Linked DNA regions of Gossypium hirsutum: region 1 is linked to region 2. The links are chromatin contacts, called in public Hi-C maps. All regions are on one chromosome and are shown on one strand. The core of a region is the stretch at or near the end of the contact, and the rest is flanking DNA. Distances in the headings are between cores, read along the strand shown. Region 1 has its middle 33 kb from the start of LOC107929630. Region 2 holds the start of LOC107929686 (ATP synthase subunit delta', mitochondrial-like).

Region 1 (4,711 bases), core at 1,388-3,887, 56 kb before region 2:
AATCTGAAACTAAACAAAAAATATTTTATCCAAAAAAATCAATTAAATAGAAGTAAATCAGATGGAGGAAATTCAAAAAATAATAATAAAAGAAAGAATATGATTTTGCAGAAAACTTAAAGAAGCCTGCGTTGTAGTTAGCAAATCGAATTTCTCATACCATCAATTTTTTTGTTGAATAAGTTTAATTAAATAAATAATTTAAAATTAATTCAACCATTAGTTCAATAAATTTTTTATTTAATTCAACCAGTGTCTTATGTTAGTTTAATATCTCAACCCAATTCCTAATTCAACTACTTCGATTCTAAAGCAATGATAGCTAGTGAAAGTGGAGGGATTCTTTACATTAATAATAAAAAAATTATAAAAAATTGGGTGAAAAATAAATTGTTTGCTAGAATGGATTTTTTTGAACAGTAGATGCGGTATCCATGAGTAAAACGATATCACATACAAAAAATAATACTTTAATAAAAATAAATAAAAAATAACATTTTAATTATAAAAGGGTGTCTGCCAACCAAAGGGCCGCGCTCCTTTTTCACCTGCCTTTCACTTTTATTTTCTTTTATATTTTTTTAAAACAAATTTTATATTTTATTAGTTTTATATTTATATTTTATAATTTACTTATTAATAAAAAATTTGTTAAGTTGTTAATTTTATAAATTTATAATATTTTATAATTATAAATTTTGGAATATTTAAAATAATTACCAAATTGATAAATTTTTCATAAAATTGACATAAAAACATTAGGGTAACTACCTATATAATCACTCAAGTTTTTAATGAGTTATTATTTTGGGCACCAAAATTTTTAATATTTATAAGAAAATAGTTAAGTTGTTTTATTTTTTAAATTTTATTTTTTAAAATATTTTATAATTATATTTTTAATATTTAGAATAATAACCGCTGAGGGGGAAATGTAATGACTTTTTAAAAATAGAATCAACTAGATAGAATGTGTAAAATATTAGGGGCTAAATTTTTTATTATACTAATTAAAAGATCACATTGACATTATGTTTAGTAATCTAAATAGAAACTCGCTGAAAAACTTGAATGACTATTTAAGTAATTTATCCTAATGTTTTTATGTTAATTTTACTAAAAATTTATCAATTTGGTCATTATTTTAAATATTCAAATATTTATAATTATAAAATATTAATAAAATTATAGAATTATGAAAATAAAACAACTTGGATATTTTTTATTAAATAAAATAAAATTATAAAAACTATAAAATATAAACATAAAACTAATAAAATATAAAAAATTGTTTTTAAAATTATAAAATAAAAAGTAAAGGGCAGGTAAAAAAGGGTGTTACGTCCGTGGTTGGCGACACCCTTTCATAATTAAAATATTGTTTTTAACTATTATTTTAATTATTTTATTATTTATAAATGGTGTCCCCTAACACATTAATGCAACCATTTTTTGTTGTTCAAAAAAAATCTATCCTTGTAAACAATCTAATTTTCACCCATTTTCGCTATTATTTTTTTTGGTATTACTAATTAAAAAACCGAAAAGATGAGAGTTGAGACTTGAGAGTCAAGAAGAAGAAAAGTTAGGAGGAAATTCAATTTTGAGATGGGGATGCAAAAATCTAACACTAAATTATGTCATTTTTTTTTATTTTAGCAAAGGCACGCTTTGAATTTTTTAAGGATTTTTATATTTCGGGTAGTGTTAAAGAGATTGACAAGTGTATAAAATATTAAATAAATAAATATTTTAAAAAAATAAAAATATATCAATTTTTTAAAATTATTTGTGGAATAAAAAAATACACTACTAATATACTAAATATTGACTTTTTTTTTAAATTTAATAGTGAAATTGAAATTTTTGGAGAAATTTTTTTGCCTCAGCAGAATGAAAAAAAACTAAAACTTTTAGTCAAGTAAAATGAGGTGTTGTGACATCTAATGAACTATTTTCTCAACCAAACAAACAAGGCCTTTGTTATTAACTAATGTATTTAAAGATGTGTTGAAAAAAATAATATTCTTATTAAATATGGCACAAAAATGTTACATATGTCGTGGGCCTCTTTTTAAGAATATTAAAACTCTCACTCCAAAGTCTAAACTAAGGGTGTTCATGGCTCCAGCTCCAGCTGCACTTAGTTGGCGGGCCAGACTCATCTCATTTTGAGCAATATTTTCAACCTCGGAACGTTTTCATTTAATTTATTTGATTGTTTAAAAATAATCTTATAATAATATTTATATATCTCTTACAATTAAATATAAATAAATAATAATAATTTGAAATCGAAATAAATCCTTCTAATCTAAACCCACCCTAATTGTAGAATTAAGAATCAAACTCAAAAACTTAGTAACATTATCAACATTTAATTGTTTATGATTTAAAATGAAGATAGCAGATGGATTTGGAAATTATAAAACCAACGATAATTTAATTAATTAGGTCATTAACGTTGAACAAACGCGACCAAAATTACTTAATATATATACCTACTAAAATTAATGTTCGAGTGGTAGCAACAGAAACAATTACAGGTAAACCTGAAAGAAAGCACATTCTCACCTACACACTGTATGCACTAATGTATATTGCTGAGGTGGTGTTGTATTCCATGGAAAAAAAATCCTAAATAAATGCCAAAAGAAATTAGCTCAACCCTTAACCACTTAGCAGTTACAGTGGGATCCACTCTATTTTGTAATGATATGATCTGATCTTTGTTTGTTTCTGTGTGTGTACTGACATGTGCGCATAACATTGCATGACAAATACAAAAAAAAAAAAAAACAACCAGCACGCACTCTCGTTTTCTATTGGGTTTGGTTTTATTACACATTTTGTCTTTAAACTTATTCGGCTCATCATATTTAAACAAGCCTTTCAAAAATAACTAAATTTGTACTAAGAGCCCCCAAATTTTGCTACTTCAAGTATTTCTTTGCCTTTTTTCCAATGACTCCACTAAAAAGAGGGGATGACAAAAGTTTATGCTTCTACTCTAATAAATAAAATTATTAATGGTGGTTTTTAGCATGTTAGTTAATCGTAAAAACACAAAAAGCAAACAATAGTTACCAAAATCTCTAGACTAAAACCATGAATATCATGAATGGTTGAGGTGGAACTGTTAACCATACAATATTAAAAAACAAATACATTATATATATATGTAGCTACGAATGGTTGAGGTGGAACTGTTAACCATACAATATTAAAAAACAAATACATTATATATATATATATGTAGCTACGACATCGTTTCGGTGCAAACAAATTTTATCATGACTATAAGTAGTTATAACATAAAAATGACCCCCTGTAAAAATTTAATTATACTCCAATATTTAATCCCTCCAGTTTTCCAATGTCAATTGTTAAAAAAGGCATTTTTAAAGCGGATAAAATGGTAAAAAAAACAGCTTCACCTGGCTGCATGCTGCACTGCTCTAAAATGTTTTGCAATGTCCACTCCATTTCTCAATTCTCTCTGTCGTTTGATCTATTAGAAATAAAGTGGACTAAGCAAAAAAATAGGGTGGAGTAATCGTACCGAAAAGCCGTAAATGAAGAAATGCCAAGTGCCCGTAAGGTCAAGCCTGGTATTTACCTTTTATACCCCCGAGAACCAGCGAAACATTTCGCTGATCTCCTCGCCGAAACGATTGGCTTCCAAGTCGTAATCTCCATCGGCACCGGATATGTCGCTTCGGCCGCTGCTCCCGGTGACTAACCTTCCTGAGCTACGAAATGACATGGCACGAGATGATAACGAAAAAGAGAGCCTGTCCACGTACTCCTTAAGCCGACTTCTTCCGTTAGCAACCTCCGCGGCGAGGCTCGCTTCAGATATTGCCTCAGCTCGTCCAACCTCTTCTTTATCGGACATATTTCTCTGGTGTATTTGGTTCCTATTCAGCTGCGATTCTTCCTCGACAATGTAATCGAAGGATCCAATGGAATAAGACCGTCTCTGATCACCGGAGTCAGAGCCTGTTTTCCGCTGACTGTGGGTAGAAATGGAATAAGACTTAAGGAGTACGTCGACATAGAGACGAGCGACAAAGAGGACAAGTCTGGTTTGTAGTGAGCCAAGCATCAATGCATTGAGCGTGGAACGCGTGGCAACAGAGAGGAAGCAGCCGAAGTTGATCCAACGGTTCAAACTTCGACAAGCAAACGGCACAATCTCCAGAAACCGTTGAGCCGTTGTTGGAGCGGCGAGTAATGGAAGAGAAGGTAAACATAGGGAGAGAATCTAGGAACGAAGGCGCCGGCGATTGTTCAGGAGTGACACGGTGGCTGGCGGAGGCGGTGATATTGGAGGCAGAAGAACGAAAGACACGACTCAAGCATCGGCGATTGAGGTGGCGAAGGAGGAGATAAAGAGAGACGGAGAGAAGCACAGTTATAGAAAGAATCAAAATTATGACAATAACACTCGGCTTCACATTGTCGATCGACGAGGAAGAATGCGAGCGGTCACTAGTGTTATAATTTTCGTCGAAGTTAACAGCCCCTCCTCCCACAACGCCATAAAACAAAGGCGGCGGCGGCGAAGCCATCAGAGACTTGATACGAAGGAACAGAAGAGAAATGATGTGTTCAAGTGGAGGAGGAGGAGGAAGATCACGTGCATGTCACATGGAAGAAACAAATTGTACGGAGAGGGGTCTGAAAAGTGAAAAGCGTGGCGAGATGA
Region 2 (5,198 bases), core at 1,611-4,110:
ATTAATCAAGTTCGACGATCAAACTGGGTCAAGAGTGTTACAAGCTACTCGATCAATACTCATCTTATCACCTTGTCATAAGTTTATTACTTCCATAGGATATCTTTAATCTCTTTGAGATAAATTCATTCTCTCAACATGACCCTATTTTATCTCATGGTAGTCATTACATCTTCCTTCATGAAAAGTCATCTGCTATCAAATAGTAATTAAGTCATTAATCACAAAGACAAACGACCCGTTACCACGTTTACTTTTCATCTATAATGTAATGCCAATGAGAGTATATCATTTACCCATGTTTTGAGCTATGAATTTCACTACTGTGAATGATGCTACATAATGTAGAAGTCGAATACCTAACGTACCAGCTTTCAGTTCCTTATCTATTCAAACTCAGGCTTTTACTTATATCAAAGTATACGAATCATACATACATAGTCCATCATCCACTTAGGATTAAAGTATGCGACACTATGAATGTCACAAGTGAATCCATAAACAGATTCAAGATCTATTCTGTTTAGGTCCAGTCAGTCACATCTATGTCTCTATCTTCTAGAAGTCATCCGCTTTAATGCCCAAGACAAAGCATATCCTCAATTGGACTTGATAGACGACATATTAGTCTTTCAATTGGTTTGCCCATTTCCTATTAAACTAAGGACATATTTAGGTTCGCTTACTAATATAAGTTGTATTTCCATATTACGATCCGACTATGTAATACTGCTTAATATTAGTTAAACATTGGACAACCAATAAGCTAAATTTGCTTCTATTTTACTTTACATGCAAAAACCACACAAGAAAAATATACAAAGGGTATTAATGTAATTCATGAATAATTTTATTAACCAATCTATTAGAAAAACTTACAAGTGTATATAGATGAAAATACTACACTTAAGACATCATATCCAACATGCATGACTTTGGCATGTTAAAGGTTGCAAAGTGAACTAGTTGGGATAGATAAATTGATGAATGATTTGAAAATGCGTTGTTTGAATGTTAAGCATGAAATATAGCTTAGTGTATGCTTTTTTTAATTCATGTTAAGGTCATTTAAGTGCTTGGTTCTCAATTTGCATAAGTATGATATGTTTGAATTGGAAAATGAAATAATTTGGTATGGCTAGTTTGATAGAGGGTTTGATTATGTCTTAATAATGAATACTTATTTTGTACTATATTGAATGTTTTATTTGAAATGTTCATAAGCTTGAAATGGTATAGATTGATATGGAATGATGATGTTTTAATTGTGGAAAGATGTATAAAAGTATATATGTGTTTGACTGAAAGCATGAAAAATGTACCAATGTGTTTATTGCTAAAACAAGGGCAACGTCGCGACCATAATTCCCCGACATCACGACATAGATCAACAGTGAATGGCGTCATGACGTCGATATGCCTAAAGTCACGACGTAACTCATTGATTGATGATGCCGCGACGTGGAAACCATGATGTCGCGACATTGACTTGAAAAATTGAAAACTTTATAATTTGGTCCTAATTCGATCTCATGTTAGCAAAAGACCTTTCGTAAGCTTGTATTGAACCTAGAAATGATTATGTAGCATAGTATGATTGCATAATATACTTATTTGCATGTGTAAATGGTTGTATAGTGTATAATTGACTATAGTTGCTCCGGTAACGAACTTAGTATCCCGTAGCTCAAACTCGACAATCGAGTCAGACAAGGGGTGTTACATATAGACCTGTTCATGGGCCAAACTACCTATATAGGCCTAAAGGCTTGTTTGAAATTTGGGAGGGTTTGGGTAAAAATATTAGGCCTGTTTAAAATGTGTTCAAGCCCGAGCCCGACCTATTTTCAAGTTTATAATACTTTATGTTATGTTATTTTTATATATTATATAATTTAAGACACATTACAAAAATAAAACTATACTAATTATATAATACTATTCTAATCTAAACATTAAAATAATGTTATGATGACTATATAAAAAATTTCAATAAATAAAAATATATATAAAATTATTAAATATTAAATTAAAATAATATAAATATATTTTTAAAAATTTAAAAACAATATAGGCGAGCATAAAATGGGCTTGAGTAAGCTTTTTGCAAAAATGGGCGAGCTTGAGCAAAATTTTAGGCTCGTGTTTCAAGTCAGACTGGGTTTGGATAAGTATAAAATATATTAATATTATGCTTAGACCAACCCGAACCAGGCTCAACCCGATCCATGAGCACCTCTAGTTACATATTATATAAATAATGCATTAAAAATAGAGTTAATTTCACCATATATCCCCAAATTATTGATGTTATATCATTAAAGTTATTCTATTACAAAATTGTTAATTTAACATTAAAATAAGATGTCAGATCTTATGTGGCATAGCTTAAAATAATTTTTTTAAAGAAAATTTAATATTGTAAAAATGGATGTTGTAAAGAAATTTAGTTTTAAGGTTTTTGGCAATTTTATAAAAGTTTTATCGTCCACCTTCCCTTTTTCAGTTTTACTTTTTTTTAGTTTTAACTTTTAAAAGCTTAAAATTTTTATTTTACGATTAAATTAAGAATTTTAATAATAGAAAGACCTAATTAATATAATATCAATTGTTTGAGGATGTAATTAAAAATTTTTACAATTTGAGAATTCTTGGTAGTAAATGATTGGTGCAATTAACCCTTAAAATATGTTAAGTTTTGAAATTACTAAAAATTAAATAAAATAGTATATTTAACAATTTTATAAGTATAAACGAATTTAAAAATAATATTTTAAACATCAAATTTATACAATTAAATATAAAATTACTATAATATATGTTAACCCGGAACCCCGACCTGAGTAATCTTTTTTAACAGCTTTAAGTTTTCTTAGATTCCCAAATTTCGCTTCACAAATACAGAGTACCAAAACAGAAAAAGAGTTAAGCCAGAGACTGAACGGCCCCTCTTCTCACACCCTGTCTCCGACCTTGCGATAGCCGAGCGATCACCACCAACCCCCCTCCCAGAATGTTGCGTCGAGCATCGATGCTATTGGCCTGTCGATCCATTTTGGCAGCAAGGGCTCGACCCTTCTCCACTGATCTGCCAGCGGCACCCTCTGCGGATGCCACATTCACGGAGGCGTGGACTAAAGTGATCCCCAACATGGACCCTCCTAAAACTCCTCTCTCTTTCATGCAACCTCGTCCTCCCACTCCTTCCTCCATTCCTTCCAAGCTTACTGTCAATTTCGTCCTTCCTTATGCTTCTGAGTTGGCCACCAAAGAGGTAACATTTGGGTTTTTTTTTTCTTTTTTAATTTTATTTGGGATATTTCCGATTTTTCTTCAACTCTGTTTTCTTGGATTAGGATTGTGGAAATAAATATTTTCATGCTATTCTCCGGTACAAGGCAAAATGTCAAACCTTTATTTTTTTATTTTTGCTGAAATTATGTTAGTTGTTTTTTCGATAGAATGCAATGCCAATTACTTTTATTTTGTCTTCTCTGTAATGGTGATGATCTGAATGGGTCTCTAATTGTATGGCGTTACTGTTAATTTCAAACATTTGCCCTATACAACTCCTATTGGTGAATTTATCCAATAATGATACCATTCAATGCAATCTTTAAATCGGGTTACAGATTCTGAAACAAAATTAAATTCCCTGAAAGACAAGACAACCGATTGTGGCATTGCACTGCAATTTAGAGTGTATTCGTATTACCTTTGCTGATTTTCGTATTCAGAAACTGATTATAGGATATCTTTTAGACTTTTAGCTGCAACTCCTTTATCCCAAAAGAAATGTTTGTTTTCTATTTGTTGTCTATTTCTTGTCAATCCCAATTCGGCTACTCCTTTTAGATGAAAAAGTTAATGGCCATATCAGGCTTATTTGATTGTGAGTTCGTTGGGAATGCACTTAAAATGCAGTAACACAGATAACTAATGTCCTTAAAATCCTTGAGTAGACAAATAGAGAGTGAGGGTCGTATTTTTATTAGTATTTGCACTTGCACGCCTTGCCATCATGATATTTCTAAGCATTCACTTGGATACCTGGAGCATTTGTGTCGGAAAGCTGGATTTGCTTATATAAAACCTATCTGTTCATATTTTAGTTCCACAGTATTCCTTATTATGCTATATATATTTTTATTTAATTTTCAAAAGCATTTGCCTTGCTCTGGATTTTGGACATCGAATGGAACCTCATAATTTTGCATAAAGATAATTAATTTCAGCTCATGGGCATAGATTGGCAATGAGGGAAAATATGTAATTCTAAAGGATTGCATCTAACTACCAAAACTACTATCTATCTATCACTAATATTTTTTCCTTGAAGAAAGGTGATAATACTGATACTTGATCAAGTTTGCTAATCCTGCTATGATTTGATTCCAGTATTCGAACATTCCATTCTGTCTTTATTTCTTTTGATAGGTTCCAACACCAAAGGCCACTAAGAAATCTCCTATTATTCTCAAAATGTAATTCTGGCCATATCTATGCCTTCGTTTTAAACGGGTCACTCAAGTAACTAAGTTAACTGTTAAAGGTTTTTTTTTGCATAAATACCACTTTTTATTTATAAGGGGAAGGGGGTAAGAGATTAATTCAGAGATCAAACTTGAGACTAATGTCAACTGAAGACTTGATATCAAGTCCTTTGTCACTCCACTAGTGTTTATTTATGTGCTACTCTTTGTGTTTTGGTATGGGTTTGCCTTTGAAAATTGAAATAAAAATGCAACTTTTCATGGTGCCTTTGCCAAGCAGGAAAAAGGTAGTGTATGAAGGAAAAGAATAGATAATATAGTCTTTTATGAATTAGCTGGGATTCTGGGTATCTTAAATTCTCTGTTTCCAGGTTGACATGGTTATAGTACCAGCCACAACTGGGCAGATGGGTGTTCTTCCAGGACATGTAGCAACAATTGCAGAACTGAAACCTGGAGTGTTATCAGTGCACGAAGGAAGTGAAATGACAAAGTATTTCGTCAGTAGCGGCTTTGTTTTTATCCATGCCAACTCTTTTGCAGATATAATAGCTGTTGAGGCTGTGCCACTTGATCGACTTGATGTTAACCTTGTTCAGAAAGGGCTTGCAGAGTTCACCTCGAAGCTGAGCTCTGCCACAACCGACTTGGAGAAAGCTGAAGCCCAAATTGGAATTGATGTGCACAGCGCACTCAACTCCGCCC

Evidence for each region. Hi-C and Micro-C count contacts between places; a contact is called where the count stands out from the background.
Region 1: a contact with region 2 is called in a Hi-C map of leaf, with 2.7 times the contacts expected there. The contact joins the enhancer-like site here to the promoter of LOC107929686 in region 2. A contact is called at or near these places in 14 of 34 Hi-C or Micro-C datasets (anther, callus, hypocotyl and 3 more).

What each region holds. Positions count from the first base shown.
Region 1 is chrA08:106,905,422-106,910,132 of Gossypium_hirsutum_v2.1, reverse strand. It overlaps the pseudogene LOC107929652. Among protein-coding and RNA genes, the nearest start is that of LOC107929630, 33 kb to the left of the region's middle. Within about 2 kb of position 2,637, at least 3 of the 9 cell types and tissues checked have an H3K27ac peak or open chromatin away from gene starts, as enhancers often do. A contact at or near this core is called in leaf, where this site is marked.
Region 2 is chrA08:106,848,678-106,853,875 of Gossypium_hirsutum_v2.1, reverse strand. LOC107929686 (ATP synthase subunit delta', mitochondrial-like) reads left to right here and starts at 2,860. Exons shown (of 2, transcript NM_001327306.2): 1 at 2,860-3,274; 2 at 4,865-5,198. The coding sequence starts at 3,014.